Linked DNA regions of Sus scrofa: regions 1 and 3 are each linked to region 2. Evidence: chromatin contacts called from public HiChIP or PLAC-seq data. All regions are on one chromosome and are shown on one strand. Each heading gives the region's core, a stretch centred on a gene start, on an enhancer-like site or on the middle of the called end of the contact. The rest is flanking DNA. Distances are from core to core; before and after follow the strand shown. Region 1 overlaps COBL (protein cordon-bleu). Region 2 overlaps DDC (aromatic-L-amino-acid decarboxylase). Region 3 overlaps COBL (protein cordon-bleu).

Region 1 (2,700 bases), core at 35-2,534, 380 kb after region 2:
CCCTGTGCCTCTGCGCCCTCCCCGCAGGGTCTGCACCGGTGAGGGACCAGAGGGGCGACAAGGATGGCAGGTGAGTCGGGACATTCACAGGGGAGATGAGGGCGTGCAGAGGATGCGCTGGGGCAGGAGAAGCGAAGGGAGCCTGGAGGCCAAAGAAAGCGAGCCTCGTTTGGTTTGCTGTCTATGCAGAAAGTCTCCCAGGCAGGGCTGGGGCGGGGGGGTGGGGGTGGGTGGGCAGGGGCTGGCTCCCCATCCTGCGCAGACACCGCAGCTCCCGCTGCCAAGGGCCACCCTTCACACTCAGCCCTTCCTCTCCCGCTGGTTCCCCAGGAAGGAGCATCTGTGCCGGGGACGACAGCCACAGGAGTGGCCGCTGAACGCTGACTGCCTTGGCGTGTGGGGCTTAAAACCCACTCTCTCTGGAGGTGAAATGGCTCCGGAGTTGTCTAGACCTCCGTTGTTATCTGTCTAATCCACAGTGTTTGAATCCCTGATAAAGTGCATTTGCATTTGGAAGCATGTCCAGCATCGGGATGATCAACCATATTTTAAGGATGGAAAAGAAGTCTTTGTTTAAAAAAGAAAGAAAGAAAACGATAAAATGCCTCAGGATCATTCTGCCTAGAGAAAGCTGGCACGCAGTCCAACAGTTGTCTTCTTGACCCAGAGCGAGTCGCCGTTTCCCGAGACGACAGAGAAAGGTCAGATGGCCAAAAGCGTGAGCTTCCTCACCAGAAGGCTGCGTATCTCAGTGGGCACAGCCGCTCCCTGGGCTGGACGGGGAGTGACTTCCCGCTGCTGGGAAAGTGCCGCCCCGAGTGGTACCCACTTCACAAGGCAGCATCCTTGCCCGGCCCCAGCATCCGAAGGGGAGATGCAGGCAGGCGTGACGTACGGTGGTGTCCTCTGCATGTATATCGCATACAGTTAAATATGTAAAACCGCTACCTGTCTGGAGACCAGAGTGCCATACACGGTGCTAGTTAAAATCCAAAAGGAACCCCTAGAACCAATGAAGGGAGCCTGACCTCAGACGGGGTGTGACAAGAAATAGAAACAAATGAGCCTTGAGTTCTGGCTGTTGCTAGGCTCAGATCAAGCTGTTCCCCTTCTGCAGAACTAATGGTTCAAAGATTCTAATCCCAAGTCCTGTATGTTCGGAGCTGGCCCACGATTTACCGGCGCAGCCAGCACCACCTGTCATCGCTGCGCTGCACCGAGCCGGCTGTGACCATCACCAGGCGTTCTGAGGACAGTTCTCCTCGGGGGAGTGTTTGCTCCTGGCTGATGTCTCCACCCACATGGTACGGTTTCGGCTGAAATGGAGCCGAGATACAAGTGGCTCATGGGTTAGACCACAGCAGGAATGGTTTGGGGGTTAAATCGGTTTTCACAGGCAGCTGCCTGGCACTCAGAGAGCATTCACTGTTAACCGGACACGCCGCGTTGAGCCAGAGCAAGAGGCGCATGCATCCAAAGACAAGAGCGGAAAGTCTGGAAACCAGTCCTGCCACCAGAGACGGGAGAGAGGAGGGCTGGCGCAGAGCGCCGCCCAACAGAGCACGTACGTGTGGGCCTCGGGTCGGAGGCCTCGCAGGCAGCGCCGTCCCCAGGGGAGCCCAGCGGCTCTGCTGCATCTGTGTCAGGAGGCGGGTAGGGCGGGGGCGGGGGGAGCACTAACTGGGGGGGGCCCCGAGCCGCGCCCCTGGGAGGCTTTTGTGGTACCTGCCGTCCAACACCTGCACGGAATCAACAGGGATACTTCAGACGGTCGAGCCCAGAGAGTCTGCCTCCAACAGGAAGACACATCACCATCACTCACCAGAGGCAGGCAACCTGGCACCAAACCAAACCACACCTGGCACCAAATCCATCCTCACCCCAAACCCAATCAAGCGCACACAGTGCCAAATCCAACCACACCCTGCACCAAATTCAGGCTCATTCAGCACCAAATCCAACCACACTCAGCACCAAATCCAACCTCACCAGGCACCAAATCCAGGCTCTCTAGTGCTTGACACCTTATGTGCATAGGTCCCATCCTTGGGCTGATTTGAAAACACCTGCGCAGTTGCCATTTGTTTCTGGGAGGCACAGCTATTTTTTTTAAAATGCTGGGCCCGAAACTGTGGCTAAAGCCCCCGAACCTCTCTGTCAAGTTCAAGGAACCTTTTCTTCAGGTGAGTCTTTTCCAGGTGCACCGGCTTGACTCTTAGCTCATTCTTGTTGCTTCCACCTGTTACCTCTCACGGATCCAGTAACCACCAACTTCGTTTGCTTCTCTAAGCCCTAAACACCATCACCTCTTGTCTGTTGTTTGGGGTGATATTTTCCAACTTCGTTTTGAAGAGGATTCTGAGCCGCAGAAAGCGTGGGGGTGGTACCCCGCTCCTGTCTGCTTCTCAGACCATCCATCGGAGCTGCCCCCTCTGATCTGTTCACACCTTGGGGGTCCATTTTCAATGTGCTACGAAAATGCTTTTCTTTTGCTAATAAAATTGTTGAAAGTCAATGACTTAATATAACAAATAATAGGAGTTACAGATGTCATAAGGAGTTTCTTTTAGAAACACTTCTTCGAGCTCTAAATTTAGAACTTTCTAGGAACTAATGGTCTATGCTTCACGCCATTATCATCACTAAAAACACAGAGACTTCATTTCTCCATCCAGAGATACACCTATTTATTCCTTCTCT
Region 2 (2,700 bases), core at 118-2,617:
AGCCCCAGTAAAACCCCGGCGCCAGAGTCTGTGTCTGCTTCCCTGGCAGCGAGGAACCCCACTCTGTGCCTACTGTCACACACTGGGGCTTGGGGGCAGGGGTCTGCCCTTGTGACCTCCCAGGAGAGGACACCCAGGAGCCCCAAGCCTGGACCCCTCCCGGGCATCGCCCCCCAAACACCCGGTAACCATGAGCGTGCTCTCCCTGGGATCATCAGCCCCGAGAGTGGCCCTGGAAGCCCTGAACTTGGAGTGACTGTCAGAAGCAAGGCAGCCTTTGAGGGGCTGGGTGCCCTCTAACCATGTACTTGGCCTAAAGCTCCCGCAGGAGGAACTCACAGGCTCCCGAGGAGAGTGGATTCCCAATGGGCCGCCTCTTTCCACAAGGAGGAAACTGTGGGTACCACCTCCACATCCTGCATCTCATACATGATCAGCCCACAGCACAACCTGCCTCTGGCCCCTTCAAATACTGTGGGCATCTGCAGGGGTCAGGGCATCCCTGAGACCCCAAGGCCAGGGCACAGGAGTCGTATGGCCCCAGGCGAGGTGCACCCAGCACCCAGGCCATCTGGATGGGGAGCTTCCTGATGCGTCCAGAAGGGAAGGGGCTGCCCCCACTGCCTGCAAGTTTCCTGTCGAGGCCTCCATGACAGGGTGGCCAGGCCTCCTGCACCGTCAGTCACATCCCCCCATCAGCCAGCCCGCCCTCCCGCCCTGCCCACCCCCACTCCCTGAAGCTGCTATCCTCAGCCGGCTGCCTTTAACCCCCTGCTTTCTGCTTCTCATCCTCTTCTCAATAAACCTGCCAGGAAATTCCACTGGTCAGTCCAAGGGGACCAGCTGAAACCATCTCTCTAGATAATTGTTTTGAAAGGAACTAGAAAGAAAGTGTCTTTCCTAAAGTAGCAGTTTGAAGAACCCCACCCCCGATGTGCCCCCTTGGTCAAAAGCTGGTGGGTGAAAACTACTCTGAATTATTTTAATGATTTACTCTAATCACGCTACAGAACAGGGTCAGCCCCGGGCTCAGGGTGAAGGATGCTAAATATTTGGTGACAGTCAAGTAAGCAATGTCAGAGGAAGGGACGCAGGTCAAAGGCTCATCCACGGGGCTCATTCGTGGGGCAGCTCTACGGATGGTTACCAACAGCATCATGGGTCGTATATACAGTTGTCAAAATCAACCCGCCACGCCGGCTTCCCTGGCCCCAGAACAGCCTCTGCTTTTGGCCCCAAACACATCCCCCATCCAGCTCGTCCACCACCCCCAGACCTGGGAGCAGAGGGAGCCCCAGGACAGCAGGACAGCCGGCACTGGACGGCAGGGCCATGTGGGCCATGCCCTGCAGGGACCTCACCCTCTAATCCGATAGCCCCAGAGTTACATCAGCCGGCCGCCGGCCAGGACGTCCAGTTCTCGGCTTGACGGCTGAGTCAGACCAGCTCAGAGGCTTGGCTCGTGACCAGGAGTTGCAGCTTGTCACCGCCGCTCAGCCCTTCTCCCCAGCCCCAGCGCCAAGGCCCCGCACCCCTGCCTTCAGCGCCAGCTGCTCAGACAGACACTGCCACGGCCCTAGCAGGGAGCCCGAGACCGTGGGAACAGGCCAGGCCCCACCCAGCCACTTGGCAGCGGCCACCTGCCCCACGTAGCTGCAGCTCCAGGGCCCCTCTCCTTCTGGTCTCGCCCCGTTTCTGCGCATTAACTCAGTGCTCCCAGAATCCGATCATTTACAACTCCAAGTGCTAGTTCCCCTCGGCTCTGCAGGTGGGGACGGAGCTCAGAACCGAAGACACGGGCTTCAGGAGGGACCCAGGCTGCACCACAACGCGTGTGCCAGCGGGCCAGCACCCACGGCTCCGAAGAGGGTCCACACACGGACCCAGGTTAGGAGAGGCAAGAAACCGCTGGGGTCACGCAGACGGACAGTGAGCCAGGCCCCAGGTTCCTGGCACAAGCCACAGTGTGGTCACAGACACCCAGACCCCTCGGGTGACTTCGGTCACCTGTCCCTCCCCGCCCGTGGGCAGCAGCTGTGGGACTGGTCCTCCCCGCCGAGGATGGGGTGGGGGCGGGGGATATGATCTGACGCCCCTGCCTGAGCAAAGGCCTTCCGGCCACACAACCCCTCCCAGTCCACCACGTCCCCAGGGCCGCAGGCTCAAGGTGACACTCCAGGAACACGGCCTCTTATTCCCGGTTCACCTTGGAGTTCTCTGAATTCTGGTCTCTGGGGGAAAGCTCAGTGGTCCGGGGAGGGCGGCGTGAGGCCGGCCCAGCACACACAAGCAGCACACACTCCCCTCGGGAAACACCCTCCACGGATCTGTCACAGGAGGGCATCACTCGACCTCATTCAGTAAAAGTGCCAGGAAGAAAAGATGCTGGAAGGCTCAGTCCAAGGATAGAAAACTCTCCTGCCATCACGTACACGACCCTCTGAGAGTCTGAGGAGTTTATTCTCCTCCGGGGGCCTGTAGCCTCACAACCTGACATCACTAGTCCACGGCTCGGGATACTTTAGTCCCACAAATAGTTTAGCTATCGTCCAATTAGCCCAAACTCGGAGTTTATGGAATTCGAACTAAGGAGGTTTATGTCACCGCAAGTACGAGGAGAGTTGGGCAAACGAACCCACAACGAGTTTAACTACGTGATATGTTACATTATATTGTATTGTATTATGTCGTATCACACTG
Region 3 (2,700 bases), core at 76-2,575, 430 kb after region 2:
AAGAGGCACTTCAGTCAACTCTCCAGGCTCTGGTGAGAGCCGTTTATTCCCATTCTAAGATTTCAGTGCTTTGGTAAAAATTTGTCGCGGCTTTAAAAACTAGGCCTTCCTGAGGTATATGGAGTGATTGGCCAACGGGGACCTGCTGTCCAGCACAGAGAACTCTACCCACTATCCCGCGATCACCCACGTGGGGAAAGAATCGGCGAGAGAGTGGACGTGAGCGCACGTGTGACAGGTCACTCTGTTGTGCAGCAGAAATGGTCACAGCCTCGTAAATCAACTCTACGCCAATAAATCTTAAAACGAAATACAAAATAACATAAAAACAAGTCCTTCCCCTGAGAGTTTCCAGATTCTCATTGGAGAGCATAAGTCACATGAAATCTTTCAAAAATTATTTTTCACGGGCTAACAGGTGTACAGAGAACCTGCGGATCATTTTTCTAAGTGACGTCTTAGGGTTTGTGAACCTTCCACGGTTTGATGGAAGGTTCACATCGGAGCCGCTGGAGTTACAGCGTGTGGAAGAAAGAGCGAATTGAGGGCTTATCAGCTCCGGTACCTGCTGCTGGGGGTGCACTTTAAGGAAACACCAGGGTAACATAAACTGCCTGGAAAGCCATTACACCGTCTCACCCTCTGATTCTTTAAAACCTTTGCAAGTGTCTTTTATAAGGAAAGTCCCCCAAGTGAAAACAGGCTCCGGGGACAGAGATGGCCCTCGCGTTATTCATAACAGTAGGGAAAAGAGGCGACCCGTAACCAAGTCGCAGGGCAGAGTGCGGCAGCTTAGCCGGTGCAGCTTCCAGGGCCTCCCTGGGCCTGGTGCCCGTGCAGCCTCACTTAACCCCTCAGGAGCCTTGGGGGATGCCTGCAAGTCCACAGCACAGCCGGGGAAGCTGGGGCTCTGAGAAAGCCAGCCTCCACGTCCAAGCAAACAGAAACAAAAGCCACGCTTCCCCCTCTTCCTGGAAGATCACAGAACCTTTAAACAACTACTGGGACCACATCGTACCAGAGCAAACTGTACACGACACGAGGCCCCGTGAAACAAGTGTGGATCCGTTGGCCGTTGGGATAAGAAAGGCTCAGGGGACCACAGAGTGAGCGGAAGCTGCGCGGACTGCGGGCTTCCTGTGCGACCCCCCCCACTCCACCTGTAAATCTTCCACGAGCTGTTCATCCCACAATCGTGAACACAAAGCCCGGGAGAAGGCGACCAGCTGCAAAAATCCTTCTTCAAAATACATTTGTAGCACAAACCAGTGCTGCTCCCAAGCAGAGCTCAGCCCCTCGGGACGCGTTTTTCTGCTGTGGGTTTGGGCAGGCTCAGAAACCCTGCGAAGCTTAGCCTCTCCAGTTTCAGCGGCGTCGGCTGTGCTGTGGAAACACGGACCCCTTGTGGCGGGTTTTGGGGGGGCACGCTCTTCATCGCTTCCTCACCCACGTGAGACGTGACTCTCACCAGGCGGGGCAGAGACGCGGGCTCTCCCATGAGCCTGGGGCTCCCGGCGCCAAATTATGGATTTGACTTTAAAACCTGGCTTTTAATAAATTTTTCTAAAAGTGTCCCATTACTGATGGGCATCCCTCTAAATGCGGGCTGGGCTCCGGTATGGCCTCCACCTTCAGCAGGGCCACAACCTGGACTCTGAATGCTTATTCAGGCTTTAGAAAGAGAATCCCCTCGGAACACAGTGAGCAACTCCTAGCAAGATGGAATATTCCAGACTTGCCTAAACAGGGGGGAAATGGCACCAGATGATTTTTATTAAATTGAGGCAATACTTTTAAAACCATTCACCAGAAGACCTTTTAACTAAGAAGCGATATAATGGTATCTGATGGGGCTTTTTTTTTTTTAATGACTGCACCCACGGCTTATGGAAGTTTCTGGGTCAGGATATTGAATCTGAGGGACAGCTGCGACCTATGCCACAGCCAGATCCTTAATCCACTGAGCAGGGCTGGGGACTGACCCCCGCGGGCACCTCTGCAGCGACCCGAGCTGCTACCACCAGATTCTTAACCCACTGCACCACGGTGGGAACGCCTGGATAATTTTTTTAAAGCAGATCTCTTTTTTTCTGACTCCTCAGGTTACAGGGGTCGGGAACCAGGTACGCTTCCTCGAGGAAGAACAAACAACAGTGTCTGGACGGTTTCTAGCAGCGCTCTGACCCGGCCACTCCCCGTCTCGGAAGCCTCCCGAAGGCCGGTCGAGCTCGGCAACTGCGCGTCACTAAGAGGATGCTGCAGACGGGCGCTGTTATGCCCACGACACACACAAGGAACGCGGACACAGAGAGAGGTCCCCTCTGCCGCCTGGGGATGCAAGCTCAGCTCCTCCCCGAGGGGCAGACGCGGGCCCTCGGCGAGGGGTCGGTGGCACGAGGAGATTTAGGATGACGGGAGTGGTGCCTGAGCCCCAACACGCTCGACGGAGAAGAACATGCCATCGGATGTTAACAAGACCTTTCGGACACAAAGAAATATAAACACAGACACGAGACACGTGGATAAACCTTAATAGATGGAGGGGAACAGCCGCTTGGCCCCTGGAAGCTGGAAGTTCCGTGTCTGTACGAAGGGCTGCTCTCCCTTTGCAGTGTTGTGGGGGGACCCGCGAGGCCGTGTGACGAAGCACCAGCCTGACACGGGCGGGCAGGTGGCGGCAGCCATGGCCGTCACCCTCTT

What was found. HiChIP or PLAC-seq counts read pairs in DNA pulled down with a chosen protein or histone mark.
Region 1: an H3K27ac HiChIP or PLAC-seq map of skeletal muscle shows a contact between it and region 2, with 4 times the contacts expected there. The contact joins two enhancer-like sites. A contact is called at or near these places in 1 of 47 Hi-C or Micro-C datasets (embryonic fibroblasts) and 1 of 2 datasets of contacts at active chromatin or transcription factors (skeletal muscle).
Region 3: an H3K27ac HiChIP or PLAC-seq map of skeletal muscle shows a contact between it and region 2, with 6 times the contacts expected there. The contact joins two enhancer-like sites. A contact is called at or near these places in 1 of 47 Hi-C or Micro-C datasets (heart right ventricle) and 1 of 2 datasets of contacts at active chromatin or transcription factors (skeletal muscle).

What each region holds. Positions count from the first base shown.
Region 1 is chr9:136,901,352-136,904,051 of Sscrofa11.1, forward strand. It overlaps COBL (protein cordon-bleu), which reads right to left. Exons shown (of 16, transcript XM_021063931.1): 8 at 1,569-1,739. Among named protein-coding and RNA genes, the nearest start is that of COBL, 150 kb to the right of the region's middle. Within about 2 kb of position 1,285, at least 1 of the 83 cell types and tissues checked has an H3K27ac peak or open chromatin away from gene starts, as enhancers often do. A contact at or near this core is called in skeletal muscle, where this site is marked.
Region 2 is chr9:136,525,599-136,528,298 of Sscrofa11.1, forward strand. All of the region lies in intron 7 of DDC (aromatic-L-amino-acid decarboxylase), which reads right to left. Among named protein-coding and RNA genes, the nearest start is that of FIGNL1, 39 kb to the left of the region's middle. Within about 2 kb of position 1,368, at least 29 of the 83 cell types and tissues checked have an H3K27ac peak or open chromatin away from gene starts, as enhancers often do. A contact at or near this core is called in skeletal muscle, where this site is marked.
Region 3 is chr9:136,956,451-136,959,150 of Sscrofa11.1, forward strand. All of the region lies in intron 5 of COBL (protein cordon-bleu), which reads right to left. Among named protein-coding and RNA genes, the nearest start is that of COBL, 97 kb to the right of the region's middle. Within about 2 kb of position 1,326, at least 6 of the 83 cell types and tissues checked have an H3K27ac peak or open chromatin away from gene starts, as enhancers often do. A contact at or near this core is called in skeletal muscle, where this site is marked.